Linked DNA regions of Zea mays: regions 1, 3 and 4 are each linked to region 2. Evidence: chromatin contacts called from public Hi-C data. All regions are on one chromosome and are shown on one strand. The core of a region is the stretch at or near the end of the contact, and the rest is flanking DNA. Distances in the headings are between cores, read along the strand shown. Region 1 holds the start of LOC100304207 (putative RING zinc finger domain superfamily protein). Region 2 holds the start of LOC103637824 (probable auxin efflux carrier component 1c). Region 3 holds the start of LOC100193286. Region 4 holds the start of LOC103637825 (probable serine/threonine-protein kinase SIS8).

Region 1 (2,862 bases), core at 132-2,631, 230 kb after region 2:
ACCGTCCGCGCCTGACCAGAGAGCACCGCCGCTGGTTCTCTTGAGTAATTGGCGCCTCCAAAAAGGTGTCAACAGCTATTTACTGCATTCATGATCCCTCTATGGCTGAAAACGTGTCAACATCTAGTTGATCGCTTAGTATCTCATAACAGGTGTACGTGTTGGGGACATTCGATCTATAATGCGAATGGTACCCAATAAATTCTAGCATCATAACATACTTGCGTCACTGCCATTCATCATCGCTGACTCGATGTGACTCGAATATCTAATACCCAAATGGCAATCGGGGTCAGTGTAAGGGAACAATAATGGATATTGCAACTGCAAGGCCATGTAGCAAGGATGAAGATAGGAAACCTGTTTGAGGCCATGTTCTCGATGATCACTGGTACACAGAATCTCTATAGTGACGGTTGTGAACCTATTTTTAGGGCTACGAGCCAGTAGAAATCATTATTTTTACAGGCGGGTAGGACCGTCATCCACTGGCGATTGAGTTATGAAAAGCTCGATTTCCACTAGCGGTCGGCGTAATACGTCAGTGAAACACAAAACGGGTTTTAAAAACAGCAAAAAATATTTTATTTAAAGAGAGGCCCTAAAACCTAAGCGACATTTTTCAGAAACATAAAACAAGTTTTAAAAACAACAAGTCACGATATTTTAACATAGTACACATAAGCTCTATGCCTCTATAGTGACGATTGTAAACATATTTTCATTGGTGTTTCTTATAACCGCCATTATTAGGGACAAATAGAAATCATTATTTTTACAGGCAGGTAACTGAGGACCGTCGTGAAAATCAACTTCCACTGGCGGTTGAGTTAAGAAGACCTCAATTTCTACTAGCGGTCGGCGTAATAAAACCGTCAGTGAAAATTATTTTTAGAAACGTAAAACTGATTTTAAAAACAAAATTTTATCTAAGGAGAGGCCCTAAACCATACGCGGCATTTTTCGGAAACATAAAATAGGTTTTAAAAACAACAAGTCACGGTATTTTTAGCAAGTCACGCTAAAGCGTTAATAGTATTGAACTATAGTACAACACTTTTAGTCATCTTATTTGATTATTCAGTAGAAAAACTTTAGTAAAAGTTAGGGACTAAATCACGTTACAGTTTTGTAAACCAAACACTTTTTTATGTTTTATCAGATCTGAGTTCCCAAATTTTCTTACGAGTCGATACGTGGCATGCTGCAGTTGTTCTTACATGGTCACGGGCCGTGCTCCATTCGCAGCTCGCGGCCGAAAGCGACACGCACAGCGGCCGCACTCGCACTCCAACCGCAAAAAAGCCCAAAAGCCACCGAGTCGCCACCGCACCAGTCTTTTGGCTGCCGTCGCTTTCCTGCGCTCCCACCAGGCCACCACTCCACACAGTGCAGGGCTCCAGGCTTCCCTCCCTCCCCTCCACGGCTTCGCTCGCTCACCCGCCCTCCTGCTCTAAGCCCAAAGCTCCCGTCCCGAGGGCTTCAGGTCTTGGCCCCTACTCCTCGTCCGCTTCCCGGGCCACCGCTTTTAGGTGTGACTTCCTCATCATCTGCCCTGACGGGGATCGCTGGTTTCTTCCTCCAGAGATCGCATCTCTGGTCCGCGGGATCCGATGAGATGCGGGGGTGCTCTCGCAGTCCGACCTCGTAGCAGGCATGGCTGAAGCGGCCACTTCTTCGTCTTCGTCCGGATCCTTCGCCCCGCGCCGCCTCCATGACGCCGGTGTCGTCAGGGAATCGCTCCCGTACAGTGTTCTCGCTGCACCCCCGCCGCCGCCTCTGCCTCCGGTGCAGGTGCAGGTTGCGGGTTCCGGCGGCGGCGGTGGAGGGAAGATTAACCCCGCGGTGCTTTTCATCATCGTGATTCTCGCATTAGTGTTCTTCATCTCCGGCCTGCTCCACCTTCTCGTGCGCGTCCTGTCGAAGAAGCAGCACCGCCGCGGCGGCCCAAGGGACACGGCGTCGGCGGCGGCGCCGAGGACTGGAGTGGAGGCAGGCGGGGTTGACGTGGCGTTGCAGCGCCAGCTGCAGCAGCTGTTCCACCTCCACGACTCCGGGCTGGACCAGGCCTTCATCGACGCGCTGCCGGTCTTCGCGTACCGGGATATCGTCGTGGGCGGCGGCGGCGACGGGGACAAAGAGCCGTTCGACTGCGCGGTGTGTCTGTGCGAGTTCGATGCCGAGGACCGGCTCCGTCTGCTGCCGCTGTGCGGGCACGCCTTCCACCTCAATTGCATCGACACGTGGCTGCTGTCCAACTCGACCTGCCCGCTCTGCCGCGGGGTTCTCTTCATCCCCGGGCTCATGGGCGAGGGCAACCCCATGTTTGATTTCGAGGAGAGACTGGAGGAAGGGCGGTTGTCCGAGGACTGTGACGACGGATTTGGATTGCCTGGGCTGAAGGCTTCAGGGTTGGCACAGACACCGGTGGCTGAGAAGAAGGTATTCCCTGTGAGGTTGGGGAAGTTCAAGAATGTCGGAACCCAGGGTGCGGTGGAAGGTGGCAATGCCAATGCCAGTGTGTTGAGTAGGGATCAAGTGGAGAGTAGCAGCAGCAGCAGCTTGGATGGAAGGAGATGCTTCTCCATGGGCACCTATCAGTATGTTCTTGGCACTTCTGAGCTCCGAGTAGCTCTCCAGCCTGGCCGTATTAGAAATGGCACTGGTGGTGCAATGATGGGAAGACCTCCTGGTTTAAGTTCGATCAATGCTGATATTATGGAGGGGAAGAAGATCTGTACACGCAACAAAGGGGAGAGTTTCTCTGTGTCGAAAATTTGGCAATGGTCTCATATTAAGGGCAAGCTACCTGCTGGTTCGGATGAATGTTCGGATGCCGGGAGCCTTCCTTGGATGAAGAGA
Region 2 (2,899 bases), core at 239-2,738:
AATCCAGCGAGCACCATCCGGTAGACACTGTGAGCTCCAATGAAGCTTTTCGGGACCGAAACGACATCAAGGGCACGGATCGGCGATCACGGTCTCTTCCTCTGTTATCGCGGCGGCATTCACTCGCCCACCCTTACGGCAATGGTACCCTTGGGCCACCGGTTCATCGTGATGCAAGATGGATGAGAGGGGGGGGTGCACGACTAGGAGTTATATATCCTAGGATCTAGCTCAAATCCGAGCGGTGCTAGCCAGATCGGAGAAGAACACGACAGAGTTTGTTACCGGCAAAGGGACCCACGTCCAACGATCCATGAGCACGCGATGCACTCAAAGGCTACGGGCGGGTCCCACTGGTTGGTCTTAGCCGGATCATGGGTGCGCGATGCATCGGCGACCGCTTCCTTTCGTGTGGGGAGGCTGGGTCCGCGGACGAAGAAGTGGAGGTGGGCCGGGTAGCGGCCCACACGGGCGAGGGGAAGGAAAACAGAATTGGGCTATGGAGGAAGGTTTTGGCCCAGCCAGCTGTTTCCTTATTTTTTATTGATTTCTGTTTTAAATTTTCAACTTTAAATTCAAATCTCGAATTTCAAATTGTATTTGGGTGGAAAACTAGAATCTAGATAAATGCACAATCAAATAAATACTCAACATGATGCATATTTCTATTTATATATTTTTATAGTAATTGTTTAATCCTTTTGGTTAAATAACATGCTTCGAAATATGCCATACAACAATTTTCAGTTTTGAAGAAATATTAATTTAAACCTATAGTCAAATGAAAGGTTTATCCAAGATTTATTAATTGTTTGTTGTAATAGGAGATATATATATTCTCCAATTACAAGGTGCTTTTGACTTAACCTTATTTAGAGAAGGTTTTCTAGTCATACAATTCATCAATTATTAATTGTAGACATCCCTGCTTTATTTCTTTGAGAAAATAAAACCTAATTTCCTAGGGTTAAATATAATAATTTTTTAGATCACTATTTATCCAAAAAAATCATTGTTATAGATATTTTAATTATTGTTTTTGAAGAAATATTTATAAATTCCAAAATAAAATTTTGGATGTTACGTTGGTGCACTGGCCTGGGCCACGCACCTTGCTAAAACCGGCCTGGGCCGATTTCTTTGTTCCCCGCACAATATAATCACGAGCATAGGCTGGCCTCACTCGTCTCTAAACAGGCCGGTTCTCTTCAAACATCGTAATTTTGACCCCAAATTGGATCCCTTTCATTTATATATGATGTTTTAATCCGACTTTTGACTTCCAGATTATTTTTTGCTGTCAACAATCCTAGCTCCAGCTGTCATTTATCCAAAGGTTTATGGTGGCAGATCTTAACGGCTGGCATACGTGCAGAATTTCTCCTTTCTTTACAGTTACACCCCTCCCCTCCCCCTCGTGTCGGGGAGTGTGCAGTGCACATCTGATGTGTATAAATAATCACACGCACCTATGCCCACTCCACCTCCCGCGTTCCTCCACTCCACGGCTCCCCCACCCCACTCATCACACTCTCCCACCGCACCTCGCCGCCGCGGGGCACCGCGCCATAAAGTGCGTTCCCGGCTGCACGGACGTCGAGGAGCAGCTCGCAAGTGTTTCTTGGTGCGTCGATCGGCAAGATGATCACCGGCACGGACTTCTACCACGTCATGACGGCCATGGTGCCGTTGTACGTTGCCATGATCCTGGCGTACGGATCCGTCAGGTGGTGGCGCATCTTCACGCCGGACCAGTGCTCGGGGATCAACCGCTTCGTGGCGCTCTTCGCCGTGCCGCTGCTGTCCTTCCACTTCATCTCCACCAACAACCCCTACACCATGAACATCCGGTTCATCGCCGCCGACACGCTGCAGAAGCTGATCGTCCTGGCGCTGCTCACTGCATGGAGCTACCTCTCCCGCCGGGGCTGCCTCGAGTGGACCATCACGCTCTTCTCCCTGTCGACGCTGCCCAACACGCTGGTGATGGGCATCCCGCTGCTCAAGGGCATGTACGGCGACTTCTCCGGCAGCCTCATGGTGCAGATCGTGGTGCTCCAGTGCATCATCTGGTACACGCTGATGCTGTTCATGTTCGAGTACCGCGGCGCCAGGATCCTCATCACCGAGCAGTTCCCCGACACGGCGGGCGCCATCGCCTCCATCGTGGTGGACCCCGACGTGGTGTCGCTGGACGGGCGCAACGACGCCATCGAGACGGAGGCCGAGGTGAAGGAGGACGGCAAGATACACGTCACCGTGCGGCGCTCCAACGCGTCGCGCTCGGACATCTACTCCCGGCGGTCCATGGGGTTCTCCAGCACCACGCCGCGGCCCAGCAACCTGACCAACGCCGAGATCTACTCGCTGCAGTCGTCGAGGAACCCCACGCCGCGGGGCTCCAGCTTCAACCACACCGACTTCTACTCCATGGTCGGCCGCAGCTCCAACTTCGCCGCCGGGGACGCGTTCGGCCTGCGCACGGGCGCCACGCCCAGGCCGTCCAACTACGAGGAGGACCCGCAGGGCAAGGCGAACAAGTACGGCCAGTACCCGGCGCCCAACCCGGCCATGGCGGCGCAGCCCGCCAAGGGCCTCAAGAAGGCGGCCAATGGGCAGGCCAAGGGCGAGGACGGCAAGGACCTACACATGTTCGTGTGGAGCTCCAGCGCGTCGCCCGTGTCCGACGTGTTCGGCAATGGCGCCGCCGAGTACAACGACGCGGCCGCCGTCAAGGAGGTCCGCATGGCCGTCGCCTCCCCGCGCAAAGGTAGCTTCTCCTCGTTTTTGGCTTTTGAGCTCCTTCCTTCCTGCTTTGGCTGCGCTGCATGCTCAGACACACACCTGTTCTGTTCTTGTTGGACGTTTTAGTTGCGGCGGACGGGAGGAAGGAGCGGGG
Region 3 (2,884 bases), core at 227-2,726, 150 kb before region 2:
TGGATCGCCCAACCCATCGCCGCACCAGTCCAGCCGCCCACCTTGTTGAGATACTTTGTGCACATGATATTATCTTTGTTAGTGTTGTTAATACTTTGTCACATAACTTGGTCTAAACTTGTTGATGTTGGTAATGCTTTGTGAGATACTTGAGACTTATGTTCTTGAGTGTTGGATACTTATGTTTGTGTTCAAACTTGTTTGATTTATGAGATTTATGATCTTTGTGAGATATGTGATGTATATGTGATATCTGTGATGATTATGTGATATCTTTTGTTTGTTTAGATGGAATAGCAAAAACAATTAAAAAAGGGTATTCTGGTCACTTTGCCGAGTGTAACACTCGACAAAAAGGTACTTTGCTGAGTGTCATAGTCACAACACTCGACAAAGAAGACACACCTGGGCACCGGTAAAGCCACTTTGCCGAGTGATGTGGCCTTGATACTCGGCAAATGTTGCTTCCTTGCCGAGTGTCATCCAATGCACTCGGCAAAGGAACTGATAAAGGGGCCCGTTGGTGATTCCTTTGCCGAGTGCTAATCCGGCGGGCACTCGGCAAAGAGGGAGCCTTTGTTGAGTGCCACCTAATACTCTCGGCAACGGACCTGACAAAGGGCCCCACGGGGAGCTTCTTTGTCGAGTGAGCCACTCAGTGGACACTCGGCAAAGAGTGGGCCTTTTGCCAAGTGTCATTCTGTGGCACTCGGCAACGGCTCGTGACGGTAACTTTTCTTTGCCGAGTACCTAGTGACACTCTGCAAAGTAGTACTCGACAAAGAAGTTGTTGCCGATGTACAGTTCGTCGAGCTTTCTTTGCCGAGTGTCACACTCGGCAAAGCCTTCGCTGAGTGTTTTTCAGACTTTGTCGAGTGCTTCAGACACTCGGCAAAGTAACCGTTTCCGGTAGTGTTAGTTTTTCTACCTTCCTTATTTGTACCCTTAGTTGTATTTTTTTTGCTCAGTTTTATCCTTCTGCTCTATAGCAATTCAAGGGCAAAACTGAAAAAAACACGACTAAGAGTAAAATGAGGACACCAGCAAAACTAAAAGCATCACCTTAAAAAACCGTATGATATAAGATGTGCTATATATATAGTATTTAATATTGATAGAGAGAATTAAGTATATTTTTAGTGTTTAAACCAGAAGTGATTATATCTTATATACTATGAGAGAGGGAGTATACCGTGAAGAACGGTTTTCAGATGCGGCTGTTTGGACTGACTTTGAAGGCGGGAGAAGTGTCCGAGCTCATAGGCTCATAGCTCAACACAGGATGTGAGTGTGTAAGTGTGAATGGTCGGCGTAACTGCGAGAATACGTCTCTCTAGTGTTTTGGCGTAGGAATTAATTACACGTGAGTGGTTGGCTTAAAAGCCTAAACCTGTGTCCTGTAACCGGTGAATTTAGATCAGGATTCAGGAATAGAAAAAGAAAAAGAATGGACAGCTTGTTGCTCAAGTTGTTCACCCACCTCCACTCCACCTGTGTGTGTGTGTTTCACGTCCCGGCGGAACTTGCCGGCGGACACGCGTCGTCACAGCCGACCAACGGCGCTTGCCCGTTCCCCCATCCCCCTTGATTCCTCCGCCAGCCCAGCGGCGGCCACTCTCCACGCATCTGCATCCGCATGGCTCTCCACGCCGCGGCGCCGGCCTGCGCGGTGTTCTGCCGCCTCCCGTCGCCCTCCCCATCTCACGCCGGCAGCAGACGCTCCCTTCCCGCCGTCGCGAGTCCCCGCGGCGTTGTCTCTGCCGCGCCGCTACGGACACGCGCAGGTACTCGGTGCGGCGTGAGAGTGCTTTGTACGCTCACTTTTAAGATCGTTCTCCGGTCTCCGCTAGCGATATGCATATGTTGTTTATCTTATTACACTTAGCTGCTACTCTTAGCACTGGGATCATGCTTTTAAAAGCGATATTTTTGTAGCAATAGTCTAACATATTGGCATGGGGAACTGTGGAACGGGCCGGGGATGGTACTTGAAATATGAGCTAGGTGTATCATTTATGAGTGGTCAGCCACATGATTTCCATTTAAATTAGTCCAATGTGCAGTGCTCAGAATTTTGGCTTTATCAGAATATTGTGTGCAGAATTTCTGGGCTCCTATTGTGATGGCAAATTCACCTAGTTTTATGTTTCAGTCTTGAGGTTAGATCGATCAGGGTATTTGAATTGCCAGGTCCGATTGTGATCTCCATTTGATTCTGGCGTCTATATGAAACAAGATAAAAACAGTTGTATGCTTCAAAAAGGCTATGTTAAGTTGTTAACAAGGGCCACATCCCTTTTTTATTTATGCAAGGAGCTCACTAATGCTAACAATAACTTGTTGGCTTGCAGTTCTAATTAATTCTTTTTACTGCAGTGATATTTTCTTAACTTATCTTGGCTGCCTGATCAGCCTTTTAGTTGATTCTTCATTTTTTTATTTGTTATTCTTATTTCTGTATGTGGTGAACTTGATTTTACTCCATGGCTTTCATGTGCGTTGATAGCTATTTTCATGTGCGTTGATAGCCATATCAGGGATCATTATGGATTGCTCCGTGGTCACCCATTCTACAATATCATATTTTTGCAGAAACTGAAAGGCACTTAGCCTTTTAGTTAACATTTTGTCAATTTAGATGTGATGCTGCCAAAGCAAGAATATCTGATTTGGTTCGTGTTTGATTCAATTTTCAACCTTAGTTCCAACAAAGGCGATCGTAAACAGTGATGGCATCCCTGAAACGAGTGATTCTCCACATGTGGTTTGCTTTGGTGAATTGCTAATTGACTTCGTCCCAACTGTCAATGGCGTGTCACTGGCAGAAGCACCTGCCTTTAAGAAGGCTCCTGGGGGAGCACCTGCCAATGTTGCAGTTGGAATA
Region 4 (3,074 bases), core at 271-2,770, 190 kb before region 2:
AAGAGTCACAAATATATAGGGAGTTTAACTTCTGAACAATCTCTGATGAAGGAGAACATCTTATGGTGGCTATCAGCTGCTGGCTATATCTAGGATATAGACAACGTAATCGCTTTGCAAATGCAGCTTCTAAGTATGGTCAGCCAGTAGCTTCTATAAAGAAAAGCAGATGTTCATTATGCTAAAATTAACCCCACTACAAAATCATGGAGTATTTATTTTTCCCCATCAAAACAGAAAATCTCGAGTTATGAAGGATAGACAATCCAAGGCTACTATTCCCAACTAACATAATTTCAGAGATATCAGAAAAGGAATTTTTCATATATGCCATATCGAGATAAGTTACATGATTACACTACCCCATACTCTGCCATACCTATTCCGTTACAGAAGTATAATTCAACAGCTATAAAAACTTTTTTTCTCGAATGCACTAACAGAGGAACGTCACCATGATAGGTAGCATCATGCAACAGACCTTTGACAAGCTAACATATGATAGACCCCATTTCTGCTCTAACGTCCAATTTGCATCAACATAGCACGAGTGAGATCCAATCGCGGTACGAAAACAATCTAGAAGATAGTAGGAGGGGAGTGGAGATGCTGAATACCCAGTATCGGAAGGCGATGACCTCTGCGGGCGAGCTCTGGATGGGGCAGGAGCCGAGGCTGATCTGTTTGGCCACCTCGATCTGCATCGCCTCCGGGTCCTCCCTCACGCTCATCTCGAGGGCCAGCTGCATGTGATAGTTCTCCAGCTCCGCCTGCTGTTTCTCTTTCTTCTCCATCTCCGCCTCCTTCCGGGACTCCCGCCTCGCCCTCTCCTCGTCCTCCTCGGCTACCCTCTTCTCCTCAACAGACGAAGCCAACGCAGTCGTCAACGCCGACTCCTCCACCTCCGGCGCCGCCGCTGCCGGTGCAGCAGAAGCAGAAAGCGGCGTAGGTGGGTGCGGCCGGCTGGTCACGGAGCTCAGCCAGCCCGACAACCCGGAGGCGTGCCTATGCTCGATGCCCCCGCCCTTTTTCGTTGGCGGCGGGGTAGGTGCCGAAGGCGACGAGGCGCCATCCCCGGCGGCGGAGTCACCGATGTGCAGCTTCCTGAGGAAGTTCTTCATCCCTCTGCCGCGCCGCCGCCGCCGCCCCTTCAGCTACCCGTGGTGGGGCGGTGGATCCAACATGGCTACGGGTGCGGGGGCAGGCAGGAGGTGGAGTGCGAGGATTGACCTGCCCGCGTGTACCCGAAGCCGCATTAAAATATTCCCGTTAATTGCTTCGCCCGCTGGTCGCCAGTTGCGTTGCGCCTGCTTCGCTCTCGCTCCTATTCTCCCGGTCCGGGCTTCACCCACCTCTGGTCCGCTCCCTTCATCCTCCCCGACGAGGCTACGACGCTCGACGAGCTGACGCATGCGATTGAGAACTCAAATTCGGGGTTAGAGTGTGATTGGTCCTAAACAGCGAGTAATTAATTAATATGGAAAGGCACTCGGCTGGCGGGTGGCGGCTGGTCACTTTCCACTTACTCTAGATGACAGATTGGGCCAAGATTGTATAGGCCCACAAGTCAATGACTGTACTATGTGCCTCCTACGTGACGTAACCTGACCGGGTGTACGAGCGGAAGCAGTGCAAAAAGGGGTGTCCGGGTGAACCCGCAAAACGAAGGCGAGGGCTTTGGCCGCTCGGGTCCCGCGGGAGCGGGAGAACCCCCGGGCAATCGAGTCATGCCGGTGGGACCAGGAACGGTCGGCCAACTTGCCGTCCTCCGGTGGTCTGCAGCCTGTCGCTCTGCAAGCAGGCAGCGCAAGTTGGCCAATGGCTGGTGTGATGTGCCTTCCGTCACCCCCTCGTAAGCTGCGCACCCACCACCATGTGGGGCCTGGAGTACGCCTGGGATCTCGGAGCGCCCGTCGTGGGACACTCTTGGCAACGAATGACAGGCTCAGGCCCCGCCAGCAGTGGGCTGCGGGCCGGCGGGTGAAATCATAAAAACGGACGGAAACCTCTCGTTTTTTTCTAGATAGCTTTTAATGAAAACAGGATTAGGTCAAGGAAGAAAAAAATAAATATGGATGGAGAGCTGAAAAATTAAGTTACATCATACTCCTTTATTTCAAAATAAACGCATACTTTTGTCAACCAGTCGGACTCTTTTTAAATTTAATCTATACCTCTAAATAAGTTTATTATGAAATACATTTTGTCGGGACCATAATTAGGGGTACCCCCAAGACTCCTAAACTCGGCTGGTAACCACCATCAGCACAAGCTGCAAAGGCTTGATGGGCGCAATACAGGTCAAAGCTCCGTCCACTCCATGGACACGATCTCGCCTCGCCCGAGCCCAGCCTCGGGCAGGAACAGTAGACCCACGCCTCGCCCGATGGCCTCCTCAAGCAACAGGCGCACCTTCGACTCGCCCGAGGCCCAGCTCGGGCAGGCTTCGCGGAGAAGCAACAAGCAACCTTGGCCAGATCGCCTCGCCAACCGGCCGTATCGCAGGAGCATTCAATGCAAGGATCGCCTGACACCTTATCCTGACACGTGTTCCTCAGTCGACAGTGCCGAAGTGACCGTAGTCATTTCGCCCCTCCACTGACTGACCTGACAGGGAAACAGCGCTGCCTGCCCTGCTCCGACTGCTGTGCCACCCGCCAGGGTGAGGCTGACAGCAGCCGAATCTAGCCCCAGGCGCCATAGGAAGCTTCGCCTCGCCCGACCCCAGGGCTCGGACTCCACCTCGACCTCGGAAGACGGTCTCCACCTCGCCCGACCCCAGGGCTTGGACTCAGCCTCGACCTCGGAGGAGTCACCGCCTCGCCCGACCTCGGGCTCGGACCGACCACGCCGCAGGGGGGTACATCATTACCCTACCCCTAGCTAGCTCAGGCTACGGGGAACAAGACCAGCGTCCCATCTGGCTCGCCCCGGTAAACAAGTAATGATGGCACCCCGCGTGCTCCATGACGACGACGGTTCTCAGCCCCCTACGGAAGCAAGGAGACGTCAGCAAGGATCCGACAGCCCCGACAACTGTACTTCTACAGGGTTTAAGCGCTCCTCCGACGGCC

The links. A called contact is a pair of places that touch in the nucleus more often than the background predicts.
Region 1: a Hi-C map of bundle sheath shows a contact between it and region 2, with 5 times the contacts expected there. The contact joins the promoter of LOC100304207 here to the promoter of LOC103637824 in region 2. A contact is called at or near these places in 3 of 25 Hi-C or Micro-C datasets (bundle sheath, ear and leaf).
Region 3: a Hi-C map of leaf shows a contact between it and region 2, with 3 times the contacts expected there. The contact joins the promoter of LOC100193286 here to the promoter of LOC103637824 in region 2. A contact is called at or near these places in 7 of 25 Hi-C or Micro-C datasets (bundle sheath, ear, endosperm and 3 more).
Region 4: a contact with region 2 is called in a Hi-C map of tassel, with 2.0 times the contacts expected there. The contact joins the promoter of LOC103637825 here to the promoter of LOC103637824 in region 2. A contact is called at or near these places in 3 of 25 Hi-C or Micro-C datasets (endosperm, leaf and tassel).

The regions. Positions count from the first base shown.
Region 1 is chr9:4,764,608-4,767,469 of Zm-B73-REFERENCE-NAM-5.0, reverse strand. LOC100304207 (putative RING zinc finger domain superfamily protein) reads left to right here and starts at 1,381. Exons shown (of 1, transcript NM_001165657.1): 1 at 1,381-2,862. The coding sequence starts at 1,657.
Region 2 is chr9:4,994,285-4,997,183 of Zm-B73-REFERENCE-NAM-5.0, reverse strand. It overlaps LOC103637824 (probable auxin efflux carrier component 1c), which reads left to right and starts at 1,488. Exons shown (of 6, transcript NM_001322465.1): 1 at 1,488-2,770; 2 at 2,872-2,899. The coding sequence starts at 1,642.
Region 3 is chr9:5,147,211-5,150,094 of Zm-B73-REFERENCE-NAM-5.0, reverse strand. LOC100193286 reads left to right here and starts at 1,476. Exons shown (of 7, transcript NM_001138429.1): 1 at 1,476-1,784; 2 at 2,703-2,884. The coding sequence starts at 1,637.
Region 4 is chr9:5,183,824-5,186,897 of Zm-B73-REFERENCE-NAM-5.0, reverse strand. LOC103637825 (probable serine/threonine-protein kinase SIS8) reads right to left here and starts at 1,520. Exons shown (of 11, transcript XR_004852523.1): 1 at 618-1,520.